Regions from separate parts of the Mus musculus genome. Here all the other regions are linked to region 1. A link is a contact called in public promoter capture Hi-C data. All regions are on one chromosome and are shown on one strand. The core of a region is the stretch at or near the end of the contact, and the rest is flanking DNA. Distances in the headings are between cores, read along the strand shown. Region 1 holds the start of Usp38 (ubiquitin specific peptidase 38). Region 2 overlaps Rnf150 (ring finger protein 150). Region 3 overlaps Rnf150 (ring finger protein 150).

Region 1 (3,273 bases), core at 247-2,746:
GCTGGAATGTGTCCTCCCACCTCCACCATGTTCTATTATCAGCTTTCTGTTTTCTAACTCCCTCTCTGCCTAAGTTTGGGTTTCCTGAAATGAACTCAGAGACCTACATGGCTGTCTCTTGTAATGCTGGAACTAAAGGCATGTACCACCAGGCCTGGAGTTAAGCTCTTCACCTAGAACCTGCTTGTCCCAGGCTGGCCTTGAACTCAGAGATCTGCTTGGCCTTATCTCCATGGATTAAAGGTGTATGCCACTATGCCTGGGTCTAAATTTAGCTGAGAAGGATCTTGCTTATACACTGAACACTGAATACAAAAGCTCACTATTTTTTATTTTTTCCAGACATGGTTTCTCTGTGTAGCCCTGGCTGTCCTGGAACTCACTCTGTAGACCAGGCTGGCCTCGAACTCAGAAATCCACTTGCCTCTGCCTCCCAAGTGCTGGGATTAAAAGCGAGCACCACCACCACCCGCTAAAAAATCTATTCTTACAACAACCTTGTTTTGAATCACCACTAAATATATGAGCCACCAGTACTCTCTCTACATTAGCAATTGTTTCAGAGGAAAAACCCAGCCATTTAAGGCATTGGAGTATGTCTGGGCCTAACAAGGTCTTTAGAAAGATTTCCCCCAAAGCTTGGTTTGTTTGTTTGTTTGTTTTCTTATACTTTCCTCCATTCCTCAACTAGTGCTCTTCTCGCGTTTCCAAAATTTTCTCAGACACAAGATTTTAAACAATTAATAGCACTTCCTCGAATTGTCTTCATAAGCAACATGTCTCAGACTATGACATAGTAAAAGTTCCTCCATTTTGTCTCAGGTGGAGCCATCTTTGGTTTACCCGGAAACTGACACCATCATTCCCTGATGAAAGTGAAAAGTCCTGTACCCCAACTCTGTCCTAGAAACTCGGGGAAATGCCTCAGGCAACTGCACGTTTTGGGCTTCTAGTAAGCTGCTTGCTTACTTTATTTCCCTGCCAACGGCAAACAAGGAAGTAGTGTTTCCGTGTTCTCTGCCTTTTACAGCTCCCTGCACAGTGCGTTCTTCCGGCTGCTCTGAGAGAAGGGTTTCCCCCCGGCAGTCGCCGGCGGCTCAGTATAGACTCTCGGTTCGCTCGCGCTGAGTGGTCTCTGAGTTTCTAACCCTCACCACTGACGGAATCCACGTCCGGCGACAAGAACCTCAGAGCTCAGAGTAGGCTCCCTGAGCAGCGCCTCCGGAAGTCCGCCAGTGACGTACCACACAGTCTCCAGTGACGTGAGAGTGGCCGCGTGACTCACTCCGTGCCTCTGCGCCTGCGCGCCAGGGAAGGGGGCGCGGCCTATCGGGGGAGGAGCTACATGGAGAAGGGGGAGGGGCGGGGCCAGCAGGAAATGGGTCGAACGTAGCCGGGAAAGGACCGGAAAAAAGTGGGCGGGGCGAGGGCGGACCTATCCGCTGTACCTCGGAGCTTCACTTCCTATTCGCCAGTATTTCTGCTTCCGGGTTCAGGGTGTTCCGCGCCTCCGGCTCCTCTCCTTGGCAGATCGAGGTACTCGCATTGACAGTGCCTCCTGACTCAACCCAGGGCGACTTTTAACTGCCCACCCGCGGGAGCCGGGGCTCCGCACTGACCCGGGACACGAAGGCGCTCCTCACCTTCCAGCTCAGCCTGGAGGGTCCCTGCGCCCGGAGGCTGGGAGAGGTCGCGGGCCCAGCGAGGCAGCCTTATGCGGACCTCCGGCCCCTGAGGCGGACCGCGGGGACCCGCAGCCTTTCGGCGTCCCAGAATCGCTCGCTCCCGTCCCGGCTCGGATGGGCCTTCCCACTCGATAAATGTGGCTGCTGAGGCGGCGGTGGCGGTGGCCGGTCCTGCTGCTGGTTGGCTCCAAGTTCCTCCCCGCCGGGGCGCTTTGCTGCCCCCCGGGGCTGCCGCTGCCAGCTCTTTATCCCCAGGGCCTGGCCTTGCAGAGTGGCGACGATGGACAAGATTCTGGAAGGCCTGGTGAGCTCCTCGCACCCGCTGCCCCTCAAGCGGATGATTGTGCGGAAGGTGGTGGAGTTCGCGGAGCATTGGCTCGACGAGGCGCAGTGCGAGGCCATGTTTGACCTGACGACCCGCCTCATCCTGGAGGGCCAGGACCCTTTCCAGCGACAAGTGGGCCACCAGGTGCTGGAGGCCTACGCGCGGTACCACCGGCCGGAGTTCGAGTCCTTCTTCAACAAGACTTTCGTGTTGGGCCTCCTTCAGCAGGGCTACCACTCAGTGGACAGGAAGGACGTCGCCATCCTGGACTACATTCACAACGGCCTGAAGCTGATTATGAGCTGCCCGTCGGTGCTGGATCTCTTCAGCCTGCTCCAGGTGGAGGTCCTGCGAATGGTTTGCGAGAGGCCGGAGCCAGTGCTCTGTGCCCGGCTGAGCGACCTCCTGACCGATTTCGTGCAGTGCGTCCCCAAAGGGAAACTGTCAGTTACCTTCTGTCAACAGCTGGTTCGAACGATAGGTCATTTCCAGTGCGTGTCCACTCAGGAGAAGGAACTACGGGAGTATGTCTCCCAGGTAACGAAAGTGAGTACCTTACTACAGAATATTTGGAAGGCTGAGCCCTCCACGCTGCTACCTTCTCTGCAAGAAGTTTTTGCAAGCATCTCTTCCACAGGTAAGGGTCATTATTTCAGAAAAGTGTGTCTTGGAAATTCAACACGTGTGTCTCATCAACACAGTGCGCTTTTTTCCCCCCCGGAAGCATTCTCTTTGGGGGTACTGAAAGAGGCCAGGTAGCCTATTTTATTAGAGTAACTCCTCCAGTAAGAGACGTTCTTGATGGAGAGCAAAACTAAATACCCTTATGCAAAATGTTACTCCTCTTCACTGCCTTGTTCAGAATGGTACGCTGGAGCCAAAACATTGAGGATGCCTAAGTCCAAAGACCTTTGTCACTGAACAAGTCATTTAATTACACCACCTCTGCTCCAGTTTTGGAATTCTTACAGGCTGACAGCCAGGATGAAAAGCTTCTAGTCATTACTGACTAATGGTCATATATGATGCTTGCCGCAGGGAGTTATTATTACTGTGTGTAACCTATCATCTTATTGAAGGGTATCTTGTTGGGTTTTTTTTTTTCCTGTTTTCTGGTGGTCTCATTTTTTTTTAATTCATGAGTCGCGCACAATCTATTATTGTCCCGGTATACCATGTAGTGTTTTTTAAATGTCAGCATTTCACTTCACGACAGTGTATGTGACAGGAGATCCAGGGAGCATGAAGACAAGTGTGACAGCT
Region 2 (3,273 bases), core at 486-2,985, 2.1 Mb before region 1:
TCTACAAGATTTTAACTAGCACTGTCTGACCCTCCTGAGAAAGGCCTGCTGTTGGGAGCCAAGTATCCCAATCTTCTTCACAATCAAGACGTTTTAACTCATGACTATTGACTCCCTTCAACACCTGCTCTCCCTGGGACTCATTGGTAAGTTCCGAGCCCAGGGGAGGGGCAGTTTTCCACATAGACTTTCTCCTTAGCTCACCCTGCTTTGATCTGGGATCTTGCCTGCTGTGGATGTCCTTCAGGGTACTGGTCGTTTCCCTTGTGAAATTCAGCCATCACCCCTGCTCCTCCGTCCTCTCCCAAAATGGACAGAAATACTGCTCAGGAAATCAGGCAGCCCAGTCTTTGAAGGGCAGTGCCTCTGCTCCTCTTTGCCGTACGTTCTTTCCAAGAAGCATGGCTTGCTAAATGTTAAGGACCCTGGGAAGATGGCAGAAACAGGTCACGCAAATCCTGCTCTTGTGCGAATGTGGCCTATTAGGAGGGGACCAAGGAACAGGGTTTAAGGAAATGGGGTGTAAGATAGGGAAAGTGTGTGTGTGTGTGTGTGTGTGTGTGTGTGTGTGTGTGTGTGTGTGTGTGCAAGGAAGGGAAGGGAAATTAAGAATGCTATGGGGGCTGGTGAAATGGCTCAGTGGTTAAGAGCACTGACTGCTCTTCTAGAGGTCCTGAGTTCAATTCCTAGTAACTACCTGGGGACTCACAACCATCTGTATCTGGGATCTGATGCCCTCTTCTGGCTTGCAGGTGTACATGCAGATAGAGCAACTCATACATTTAATTTTTTTTTTTTTCTTCTACAGGACATCATCTCCCTGGCCTCAGTACCTCAGCACTGCAGAGACTGGACCTTCTCTTTGTAGATTGCATGATGATCTTTCCTAAAATTTTTGAAAGTTTTTATTTGGTAATTTTCATGGTGTTCAGCCAAGGATATGCATTCAGTGGACAACTAAATGCCATTAAATGCTTATGCAATCTACTTCAGCACCAACTAAGCTTACACCAAGAATCTTAGGCAGACTGATGTTCTCTTTTGGTTCTGGAAGTGTTGTAGTCCCAGGAATGTCTGGGCTGTAAAGAAAATGGCCACTGGGCACAGCCATTCTTAACAGGCTAGACCCTTGAATACCCACAGATGAAAATGTTAAAGCAACAACAACAACAACAACAACAACAACAACAACAACAACAAATCTCTGGAGAGAGACTTGCTTCCATGGCCAGGATGTCACACACAATGTTGAAATAGCTAGGTGCCTCTGGTACTCCTCCCCACCTCTGCCCCTGCCTCCACCCAGTATTTGTCTCTGTAGCTGTCCCAGAACTTGCTTCATAGACCGGGCTGACCTCAAACTCACTGAGATCCACCTGCCTGAGTGCTGGGTTCAAAGGTGTGAGCCACCACTGCCTGATTGCCTCTGATACCTTATCATCTCCTGTCTCCATACTATATCCATCCCTTGGGTGTGTGACCAGAACTGACCTTGAAGGCCCTGCCAGACCCAAGGCTGTTCTTAGGAGGCAGCAGCCCTTTAGAAGGATTAACCACGCAGGAGGAAGCCATTCTGAAAGTGACTCTGAGGGAGTTCAGGGCTCTTTTCCTCTCTCAACCTTGGACAAAGCTGAAGAGAAAGCTGCTCGCCATTCACCACATAGAGGCTGGATGGCCACAAGCTCAGAGATCCTTTCTCGGCAATGCCACACAGACCGGGTATGTGGCTCGGCCTGCGGTTTCCTGCGCCTTTCCTGTCTCTGAGTTCTACTGCTTTAGAACGGGGCAGCCACAGGGATGAAGAACTATGGGTTGAGGTAAATTCTCTTTGGCTAAGTGTCACATTAAGAGTCTTGGGATTAGTCATAGAAGTGAGGGGTGTAAGTCTCTCACATGAGTCTCAGGGTTTGTCATAAAAGTGAGGGTGTAATTTTATTTCAGCACCAAATCAGCATGGTTGGTTGTCTTGTTGTTTTTTAACAAACAGCTCGTCAGAGAAGCAACAGTTGCTGAGGACAGTGGACACTGTGTTTAGAAAGTTGATAAAGGCTATTTGAACCGCTATTACTTATGGAATAAGAACATCCCTGGCTGTCTCCTTAGGTAACTTGGCTAAAGTCTGTTTTTCTTTTGGGGAAAACCTGAGGTAATCTTATCCTTTTTCTCCTGTCACAGTCAGGAGAGCACTTGTAAGGATTCTGGAACATTTCTTGGGCTGTGCTGCCCGGCTGGTGGCCACTAGGCACATGTGGCTACGGAAAGCTTGAACTGTGGCTAGTAATAATGATGATGTGCTGGGCGTGTAAAAGACAGCAGATTTAGAATAGGTAACAAAGAATAGAGGAAAATGTTTTCCTGACACCCTACATCATTTGCACATCAAAACAATAATAATATTAGATTAAACTGCTATTAAATAATTTCCACCTGTTTCCTTTTTGCTTCTTAAAATGTGGCTATCGGGAGTTAGAAAAAAAAATGCATGTGACTTGGGCTGTATTTCTGTTGGACAGAGTTGGTGCACCACTTGCTCCAGAAAAATGCATGCCTGTAAATGCATAGTCAGTGGGCACTCCTGGGCTGCATAGCCACGTGTGGCTCACTGGGTCCTCAGGTCAGGGCCTCCTCATCACGGAAGGCAGCAGCAATGTCTATAGTAAGAGCTTTGCCAGTTATCTCAAGAGGAAAAACTTTCTTTTAATCTTTCTTTTGCCATGAAGGTCACAGGGAAGCCCTTCAAAACTCTTTGGTAAGCAGAGACTGTCAAAGGCTCAGGGAGTTTGCCACAGGGTCTCCTTGGAGTCAGATCAACAGGCTAAGGGTGGGCCTCTTGGGCTCCTTAGCATCCTGTAGGGTATTAGGTCAAGGACTTGCTTATATAATCAGCGTTTACCTGGCCACTGGCCAGAAAACACCTACCAGATCTTTTTCTGTCTGGTCATGCAATGTAATTTTGTATTTCTCTTGTTGTTGAATTACCCCAATGTCATTAGACTAAATATTAAAATTTCCTTTGTGACTCAGTTGTTTTCACAACACAGATCCCCCCTGGAGAAGTGCAGATGTGTCACCTGAGACAGAGGGGACAGTGAGACTCATCTTCGAAACTTCATTGGAGAGAGTCTGGTTTAGCACTCACCTGCTTCCTCGCTACGAAGCATCTCAGGCCTTGGAGGCGGGCATTAATTATGGGATGTGCTAGACCTTTGACAGAGGTGATTTTTCTGAAGCTTGTTATCATTTTCCTTGCCTTGCTCTCTACCATCGAATAGG
Region 3 (3,273 bases), core at 380-2,879, 2.0 Mb before region 1:
CACCTGGGATAGCACTCCACTTTACCCACTGAGGCAGGGTTTCTCACTTGAACTCAGAGTGTGCAGATTTGGTGAGTCTAGATAGCCAGCTTGCCCCAAGTGTCCTTGTGTCTGCCTTCTAAGTGCTGGCGTACAGGAGGGCTGTCATTCTCCCTGGGCACTCGTGGTTCTGGGTATGTACACTCTGGTGCTCCTGTTTGCACTCAAGCGTTTCACTTGCTGAGCTGTCTCTCTACCCTCAATGTAGGGGAATTTTGAGATTTTGACTTTGGTTATTTCAGACCCAAGCCCAGATATGAGATAGCTGTAATTTTAATTTCCTGATTTAAGTTTTTGAGCAATCTCCATACACCTTTTCATATTGTTGTACCAATTTACATTTTAACCAACAGTGTACCCTAGACAACACTAAACAACAACAGACTTTGACAGTGGCCATCTTAATAGGTTTACGGTGATTATGCTCTGGTGGTTTGATGTGCGTTGCCCTGATAGTGAACTAATGCTGACGATCTTTACAAATGCATGGCCGCTTGGGTATCTTCTTTGCAGAGCTGCCTACTCTGCCTGGGAATGGTGTATATTATGTTCCCATATCTGGGAATTAAACTTAATAATACTTTGAAGATTTTTGCATGAATAAACATGAGGGAGTCTGGCTCGTAGTATCCCCTCCTTGTGTTATCTCTGACTTTGGCATCAGGATGAAGATGCCTCACTGAGCTGGAAGTGTGCTTTCCTCTCTCTCTCTCTCTCTCTCTCTTTTTTGAGGGGGAAAGAGTTTGAGAAGAAGTTTTATTATTTCCCCCTTTTGAAAAACATAGATGATGTCTGTCCTGCTTTCTTTGTTTTAGTTAATGTGGGCAATGGGAGAAGAAGGGCAGGCTGGGCTCAGACTGGGCAAGGATCTGAATGCTAGGTAGAAGCTTACAACTTCATTTAATTTATATGGATGCCATCATGCTGCTACTTCCAGAAGTACTGCAGAGAATGAAGGCAGTGGTAGAACATTTGCTTAGCATGCACAAAGCCCTGGGTTTACTCTCCAGAGTGTACACATATACATGCACACACACACACACACACACACACACACACACACACACACACACACACAGATACACACACACACACACATAGATACACACACATACACAGACACACACACACAGAGTGACACACACACACACAAACACACACACACACTCCAGCAATGCTGTGTCAGCTGTATTATTAATGTATTTATTATTGTAGCATATTCATTGGGAACCTGCCTCCATCTTTCATGTGCAGCCTCCTGGGCTCCTTCTCAGCTCAGTAACATGCTAGCACAGGGCCTTCCCTTTGTAACTACAGCCCCATTGTTTCTATAACGCTGTATTTCTTCACTGTTGTTGGAGGTAGGTCAATGTACCCACATTTCATAAAGCGATCTTTACCACATGACAGTCAGATGCCCACTCCTTGCCCTCCTGTTATATGATAGTGCAGCAAGTAGCCAGAAGAAACTGAAGAGCTGGGCTCTGGAGGAACACAGGTCTGGTTTAAAGGCCTAGGTCCTAGGTCACAGCAAGGAAGGATCATTTACTTGGCTCTAGGAAGGGTTGGAGAGGGGGAGGGGACAGAAACAGGAAAATGCCCTCTTACTCAGCATGTTCAAAAACAAGGAAGTATTTAAACAGAAGATTTGAGAAATACAGAATCCTTGCAAAATATAAAAACAGATTCCAAGCTACAGAGCTCAACGCTGGAGACTCAGCCCTGACGTGCGTGTGTTTGGCTCTGCGCGTAGGACTCATTTACATCCACCTGTTCAACTGCCAAGGTCAATTTAAGATTGGAGGTGTCTTAAATTTCTGACCGTTCTGACTACCTGCTCCCTTCAGCAAAACACAGAGAAGCCGATTTAAAGGAGACGGCAGATCTTTTGTGTAGTAGAAAGCTTGATCTTATCACCTCCTCTTACAAGTACCCATAGTCGGCCCTCAGCCAGTTTGAAGAACAGTTCGCAAGTGATGCCTTTGGGGGACCTGGTACAAGGGAAGGCCTCAAAGTGTAGCATAAAACTTGACTGCTTGGGGCTGGAGAGATGGCTCAGGGGTTAAGAGCACTGACTGCCCTTCTGAAGGTCCTGAGTTCAAATCTCAGCAACCACATGGTGGCTCATAACCATCCCTAATGAGATCTGATGCCCTCTTCTGGTGTGTGAGAAGACAGCTGCAGTGTACTTACATATAACAATAAATAAATTTTTAAACAAAACAAAATAAAACAAAACAAAACAAAAACCTTGACTGCTTAAGGCCTAAGTTTTAGCTATGGAAAAGAGGCCTAATGTTGTGGGTTTGTAGCACAGGTTAATGTCCCAACAAAAAAGTCTGCAATTGACTTAGTTGAGTGTGTTATTGTACCTTCTTAGAAAATGTAGACCCTACCTAAATGTATAACAGAGCAGTGGGCAAGTCAGGATGCTATAAAATTGTAACTTAACCCACTCTTCCTGCTTACAAACATTTCCAGTTCTTGGCATTTAGAACAACAGTAAGACTTTGAACTTGTATTCTACATTTGCCCCTGAGAGGCAGTTCTTGCCCATGTATTTGAGGCTAGAACTGAAGAAGTAACAGGAGCTAGGGAGTTCAGCAATGTTAGGATCTGGAGGTGGGAGCTTTGCCACCACCTCATGCATCGAACACATAGACAATTCTCCTGCCTCAGCCTTCCAAGTACTGAGATTACAGGCATGAGCCACCATGCCTGACTAACCTGCTACATTTTGTTTGTTTCCCAACAGAATCCGCACCACTTGTCATTTGTATTGTTATAAGACAATATACATGCTATGCACACATACAGTTTGAATACTGTATCCTCTGAGACCAAGTTCTCAGACCAGGCTCTTAGCACAAAGGGCATTTATTTGCCCCAGAGAGACAGAGGGCAGGGATAAGGGACAAAGACAGGAGATACAGAAAGAAGGAGAAAGAGGAGGGAATGAAAGAGAGAAAGGGGACGAGGGAGAGGTATTTGTCCCAGAGGGGAAGAAAGGACTGCTTCCGAATAGAGAGGACACAGATGTGGCAGGCAGGAATATGGTGTTTTACAGAATTACAAGGGGGAAACCTTGTGTTAGGATGAGGTGTTTAATTTTGATTGGGCATGTTGATTAGGTGAGCCAAAGTGTGGTTTTCAATATCTGGACTTCAATACTTTGATAGCTGGATCTTGGCCTACCAGGACCATTGCTCACCTTGCTTGTGCTGACTAGGGTCT

The links. Promoter capture Hi-C pulls out the DNA fragments that hold promoters and counts their contacts.
Region 2: a contact with region 1 is called in a promoter capture Hi-C map of the HPC-7 cell line, with 8 times the contacts expected there. The contact joins the enhancer-like site here to the promoter of Usp38 in region 1. A contact is called at or near these places in 13 of 39 promoter capture datasets (the 3T3-L1 cell line, 3T3-L1-derived adipocytes, the C10 cell line and 9 more), 1 of 15 datasets of contacts at CTCF or cohesin (large pre-B cells), 3 of 484 Hi-C or Micro-C datasets (cerebellar granule neurons, cortical neurons and pro-B cells), 4 of 115 datasets of contacts at active chromatin or transcription factors (the 230-238 cell line, astrocytes, forebrain and 1 more) and 2 of 9 other capture datasets (adipose tissue and liver).
Region 3: a contact with region 1 is called in a promoter capture Hi-C map of neutrophils, with 5 times the contacts expected there. The contact joins the enhancer-like site here to the promoter of Usp38 in region 1. A contact is called at or near these places in 3 of 39 promoter capture datasets (cranial neural crest, neutrophils and second pharyngeal arch cranial neural crest), 2 of 115 datasets of contacts at active chromatin or transcription factors (astrocytes and large pre-B cells) and 1 of 9 other capture datasets (adipose tissue).

Annotation. Positions count from the first base shown.
Region 1 is chr8:81,013,129-81,016,401 of GRCm38.p6, reverse strand. It overlaps Usp38 (ubiquitin specific peptidase 38), which reads left to right and starts at 1,496. Exons shown (of 10, transcript NM_027554.2): 1 at 1,496-2,647. The coding sequence starts at 1,966.
Region 2 is chr8:83,085,288-83,088,560 of GRCm38.p6, reverse strand. Rnf150 (ring finger protein 150) reads right to left here. Exons shown (of 7, transcript NM_177378.4): 7 at 1-3,273. Among named protein-coding and RNA genes, the nearest start is that of Tbc1d9, 78 kb to the left of the region's middle. Within about 2 kb of position 1,735, at least 47 of the 459 cell types and tissues checked have an H3K27ac peak or open chromatin away from gene starts, as enhancers often do. A contact at or near this core is called in the 230-238 cell line, the HPC-7 cell line, neutrophils and 1 more, where this site is marked.
Region 3 is chr8:83,062,632-83,065,904 of GRCm38.p6, reverse strand. The region is part of intron 6 of Rnf150 (ring finger protein 150); the gene reads right to left. Among named protein-coding and RNA genes, the nearest start is that of Tbc1d9, 100 kb to the left of the region's middle. Within about 2 kb of position 1,629, at least 36 of the 459 cell types and tissues checked have an H3K27ac peak or open chromatin away from gene starts, as enhancers often do. A contact at or near this core is called in adipose tissue and neutrophils, where this site is marked.